Linked DNA regions of Sus scrofa: region 2 is linked to region 1. A link is a contact called in public Hi-C data. All regions are on one chromosome and are shown on one strand. The core of a region is the stretch at or near the end of the contact, and the rest is flanking DNA. Distances in the headings are between cores, read along the strand shown. Region 1 holds the start of FST (follistatin). Region 2 overlaps ARL15 (ADP-ribosylation factor-like protein 15).

Region 1 (2,700 bases), core at 34-2,533:
CCGCGGCCACCGCGATCTTTCGAAATCTCCGAGGGCTGCTTTCCCCGGCGCCCACGTCCCCGGCACCTAGGCAGCGCCTCGCCCCGAAAGGCGGGCAACTCAGAGTGGTGCGTTGCAGACCGCGAGGGGCAGTGCCCGGTGGCCAGTTTACAACACACATAAAATGTTAATGCTAAAGCCAGGAAAGTTACAAGTCCGTCTCAAGAAGAGTGTAGGGGGAAAAAACCCAACCAACCAAGTAAATAATAATAATAAAGGGGGGAGGGGCTTCCACCGTCTCATGGTAATACATATCTCATACCTACCAAGAAATCTTTGCAAGTAATTCCCCCCCCCCTCCTCCTTTTTAATGTTCGGATTTGGTCAGAAAGACCTCTCGGGAATCATCCCTATAATCTTAACAATATATTGAACAGCAAGCTGCTTTTATGATTTTAAAAAAGTCTGCCCAAAGACTAGCAGAAATAAATAAATCTAATTAAAAAAATACTTTGCTCTTACTGCATCTCAGAATTTAAATCAATTGTGGGCTTTTCACTGTTCTACAGAAAGTTAACATGAGGAATGAGGCAAAGAAAAAAAATTGTAAACTACTGAAAACAGTCAGGGGTATTTTTTTTTTTTTTTTTTTTTTTGCGGGTTTGGGGGAGGGTGTTGGAAGAAGCATCCACTAGGCAGAAAGCTACTTCCCTCTAAAATTTTCGGCACCCACATTTCCAAGTTTGGGCAAAGTTTCTGAAACCACGTCCCTCAGCCACCGAAGAAATTTCAGTATCCCCCTCCCCAATGCAGTCATTTTTTAAAGTATCCAAAAGATGTAGGAGGTAGAGAGGTAGACTGTAAGTGGGTCGACAGAAATCTCCAGGCTACTGATGCTTTTCCCCTTCTTCAGAGCCAAACAGGGGAGATAACATCTAAACTCATTATGTCCAGAACTTGGAGCATCTAACCCTAACTACTGAGACAGACTCCAGCTCACTCCCTTTCCTTTTAAAGGATCGCCCCGCTCCAAACTCGGCTCCCAGTCCTAAAGTGTCACTGCCTTCAATTTTCCCACTCCTCTCCATCCCGGACTTCCTAAGTTGGTCCAACATCTAAGAGCAGCGCGGCTCAGAACAGACCCAGTGGAGACGACTGAAAAGTACAAACCCCTGTCGCCTGCCGAGCCTCCCAGCGCATCCCCCTTCTCTTACCCTGGGCGCTGCGGTCCTCCATGAACTGGCAGAGCAGCAGCAGCAGGAGGCATAGCCCGCCGGGCTGGTGCTTGGGACGGACCATTCTGGGGTCAGGCGCGGGACGAGGAGCGCGACGGTGCGGGGAGCAGGCGCGGCGGCGAGTGGTTCCGGCGAGCGGCGCGCGTCGCAGAGGCGAGCGGCGGAGGGCGCAGCGATCCCGGCGCAACCCCGCGCTCGCCGCCGGCCGCCCGCGCGATTCAATGGACGTCAGAAGCCGGGCGCAGCCGCGCTTTAAATCTAGACGGGGGTCTCCGCGGTTTGCGGTGGGCGGTCTCCCAGTGTGTGGGGCAGTGGGAGGGCGGCCTCGAGCGAGGGTGTGCGCGGCTCCTTGGGGGTGGGGAGCTTTTAAAAGTTCAGTGTGAATCAGGTGACATTTCCCACCTTCTGGAAACCCTTCCCAATTATCTGGTGGAGGTGCCCGAAATCAAAGCGGCAGGAGGGTATCGCCGAGTTCTTATTTGCGTAGGAGCGAGAGGGAGGGGGCAGGCGACCGGGACGGGAGGGGGGTGAGGGCGACGCTTCGGGGGTGGGGAGTGGGGAAGAACACCCACTTCAAGTCCTGCACGCCGCCGCTCGCAGGCAGCGCCGGCGCGCCTGGGACGGCGTGTGTGTGTGTGTGTGTGTGTGTGTGTGTTCGTTCATGGTGGTGTGTGAGTGTGTGCGTTGGGGGGGGGCATGGTGGGCTGGGGGTGGCGGCTGGCGGAGCAGAGCGGGGCGGGAATTGGTCTTCGCATCGCCGCTCCGCTCCAAGAAGACTTTTGCAAATGCCCGGCGATCCCCGAGCTGCTGAAACACCCCACTCCGGGTCTGTCGCTGGTGTTTAGGCCCCTGTAACCTAGCGCGGGACACCGCGATGTTTTGTGTCTGGGTCTGCGCGTGCCGAGTTCTTCGGCCACCTCGAGCCAGAGTTGTGGCTGGGAATCCCAGCCCCGGCACCTTCCACCCCGGCTGAGCCCGCCGAGACGCAGCCCTCGGTCTCGACGAGTCAGAAGCAAACAAAAATGTTTAACACCTCAGGCCCGGTCTCCCCCCAGTCTCAGTCTCACCCTCTCCATTTCTTTTCTACCCTTTCACTCCGCCGCGTATGGAGTTGGAGCCCGGAGCTGGGGCGCCGACGTAGGCGGTCTGCTGCTCCCCCCCACCCCCCGCCCCGGCTCCGAGACTCCCCAGTTTCTGTCCTGTATGTCTCGGTCTGTCTCCCAGTCTCCTTCTCGGCCTCTCTCTCTCTCTCTGTCTCTCTCGGTTCGCGGAATAAAAAAGATTGCAACATCGATAATGAACTTCTGTAGCCTCAGTTTATTAAGCACAGTGGCTGGCATTCTTCGCTGAAAGTTGGCGGGTCTCTCATTTATAACATTTTTGGCACCGCTGAATGAAACTGAGGAGGCGATATTTCCTTTTATATAAAACGATTACTTCACGGAAAAAGCTATATTGTTTATTCCAAAAGCTGCCTTTTAAATTT
Region 2 (2,700 bases), core at 1-2,500, 450 kb before region 1:
GTCATTTTTTTAAAGTGTACCTATGGCAGAAATAGGTCATATAGAGAATGGAAGTTCCCTATAACCCAACTTCCTTATGGTAATAATGGCGAAGTTTGGTGAAACATTTGAATTTTACATTTCTATGATCTGTAAAGCTACAATCTGTTAACTCTGGAGTATCGAATCCACAGTCTCTATTTCTGCAGGTTGGATATCTTATATGACAGCTTTTGCTTGAGACCACGTTTCCTTTTGAACTAGAGACCTGATCTTGTGTGGTTCGCTCTGTGGTTTTTCAACCCTTTACGTAGGCATTTGTCATGTGATTTGACCTTTTATAGGGTCTCTAGGATTTCTTAGTATGAACCACAGATTTTGTTGGAGCTAATTTTTTTTTTTTTTTCTGATTCTATGGAATTGTTTTAGGGATCAGATCAATAGAATACTATTTGAGGTGATTCCTTCAGAGACCAGTGCCTTTTTTTGATGTCCTGAGTGTGTAGACAGTCTTGGGTCTTACATGGGTTATTTTTGCTTAGCTTATTCAGAGCCAGATCTGGTGAATGTATTTAATTACGTTGGCTCTCTCCCAGACTGAGTCAAAGATAAGGCAAAATTTATCAGGTATTGAGGCTGATTTTCTTGTATGTCTTACCAACGGACATACTTGTAGGTGTTTCCAATGGGAGAATATTTTTTAATGGAAAATAATATTTAATCGTGACAGTATCAATTGAAATAGTGCCTATTTGAGAATTTTTTAAGGCACTCTTTTTGAAGTCTTAAATGTATAGTTCTTTTGGTGAAAAATCAGCCTTGTGATAAGAGTTTCTCATTGCTTTCACACTCATAAAGTAAGTGATAAATATAAGGTGATGATTATTGTTTCTCTGCATGGATCATTTATTGACAAGTCTCTCTGGGCTAATTTTTAGTCACGGGGAGTCTCTCCTTCAGGAAGAAATGAGGTGGGACAGTGTTTTGAGCTTTTCTGGAGGGCTTTCCTTTTACTCCAGGTCTTCGAAAAGGATGCAAATCACTTCAAAACCGTCATCACTCTCCCTGCCTTTGTGGCCTCATGTGTTTGTCCTAATCTCCCCCCCTCCCCTTCTTTTTTTGTTTTGTTTTTTTCCTCTGTAAAGGGAAAGTAAAGAGAATCTGCAGTCGGCCCTCCCCTCCCTTTCTCTCCCCTACCCTAGAGGGTGGGCTGAGAAATAAGGAAGAACCTTCAATCCTGCCCTTTGTTAGGAACTCTGATGACTAAAACTGTTGGAACACAGCTAAAATGAGTTTTGGAGGCTTTCCCTACTTCCCCTGCCTGCCATTTCCACGGATTACTGAGGATTGGCTCTGTTGCCAAACAAGGCTGATATTGAGCCTCAAATTTTGATCCATTTTTCATCAAGTTTGCAAGATTTAGTAGTAAAGAAATTACTGCTCTTATAGCAAATGTCAACTTCATGCATGCTGCATTCCATCTCTTGGGCTGCAGGCAAAGCAGTTTATGCAGAAGGTCCATAGCCCATTGGCTTGTAAGCAGTAATGCCAGCAGCAACAAGAGAGCTATCATTTTTGACCTGAAACAGTTACCCAGCAAATACAATACAAAGCCTTAAGTTTTATTTCCTTAGAATGCAGGACACTGCATAACAAATACATTAGTGATGGTGAAGTAATACACTTTTAATCTGTGTTTGAAAATAAAATAAATAATAAAATCTATGTTTGAAATGGATAAAAGTGAACGTGAGAAATTTACAGCCTTTATGGAAAGCCGATGACTGGAAATTTTAGGTTGATTGGTGGAAGAAAATGAGGGCAACAGACTTTTGTAAGTTACTTGGTCTAAAGTTCATGCTTCTGGCTTCTCCCAAGTGTTCAACAAGTTGAAAGCAATTTTGTGCTCAGGCAACTTAACAATGATGGAGAACAAAAGAGAACTTGCATTTAAAATATCAAGGATTTGAGAGGTTTCAGATATATGTGCCTGTATATAAATAATATGAAGCACCTTTTATGTTTAACAAATTTTGATATGTTTTATTTATATCGAAACATGAATGCACTTGCCAGGATAGAGTAATGAAAACGATCGGACCATTTCCTGAAACTTCAAATAACTTCTATAGAAATAATTTCTAATGTTTCGTTCTCTTGCATTGAAATAAATTGTTTTCTAAACCTCCAATCAGCCACAAACAGCACTGAAATGACAACATCAAAATACATAGCGGCGATGCTAAATTACTTCTAATCGATGAGGACATTTTTATTTTATAAATATAAGCTTTCAGCATTGTAATCTAGGGGAGGAAAGAAGACTAAAACGTTAAAAGAAGAATTCTCTGGAGCAGTTTACAAACATTTGGGGGAAATGGAAAACAACGATGAAGCACAGGGACTGGTAAAAGGTTTCAGAGTTACTCTTGTTCACATGACAGAGCAGCAGTCAAAATACACCCCTGTGATTTGTTGCATCTGGTAGAAATGCTGCAGTAGCTAAAGGGACGATCTCTGGCTTTGGGGAAGAAATGAGTAAACAAGACAGTGTAAAGAGAAAACCCTGGTTAGTAATCAGAGGCCACATTCTCCAGCCCCTAAAACAAGTTTTAGCTTTGGATCGTGCCAGAAAGAGAGAGGTCAAAAAAACGTCTGAGAGAACTTTTGTTATGAAGGGTGTTTGTTTTGTATTTTTAAAAATCTGGATGACATGGCCCA

Evidence for each region. A called contact is a pair of places that touch in the nucleus more often than the background predicts.
Region 2: a Hi-C map of epiblast stem cells shows a contact between it and region 1, with 2.2 times the contacts expected there. The contact joins the enhancer-like site here to the promoter of FST in region 1. A contact is called at or near these places in 10 of 47 Hi-C or Micro-C datasets (alveolar macrophages, embryonic fibroblasts, epiblast stem cells and 6 more) and 1 of 2 datasets of contacts at active chromatin or transcription factors (skeletal muscle).

Annotation. Positions count from the first base shown.
Region 1 is chr16:32,804,924-32,807,623 of Sscrofa11.1, reverse strand. It overlaps FST (follistatin), which reads right to left and starts at 1,283. Exons shown (of 7, transcript NM_001003662.1): 1 at 1,194-1,283. The coding sequence starts at 1,278.
Region 2 is chr16:33,256,926-33,259,625 of Sscrofa11.1, reverse strand. All of the region lies in intron 4 of ARL15 (ADP-ribosylation factor-like protein 15), which reads left to right. Among named protein-coding and RNA genes, the nearest start is that of ARL15, 320 kb to the left of the region's middle. Within about 2 kb of position 1,250, at least 4 of the 83 cell types and tissues checked have an H3K27ac peak or open chromatin away from gene starts, as enhancers often do. A contact at or near this core is called in epiblast stem cells, where this site is marked.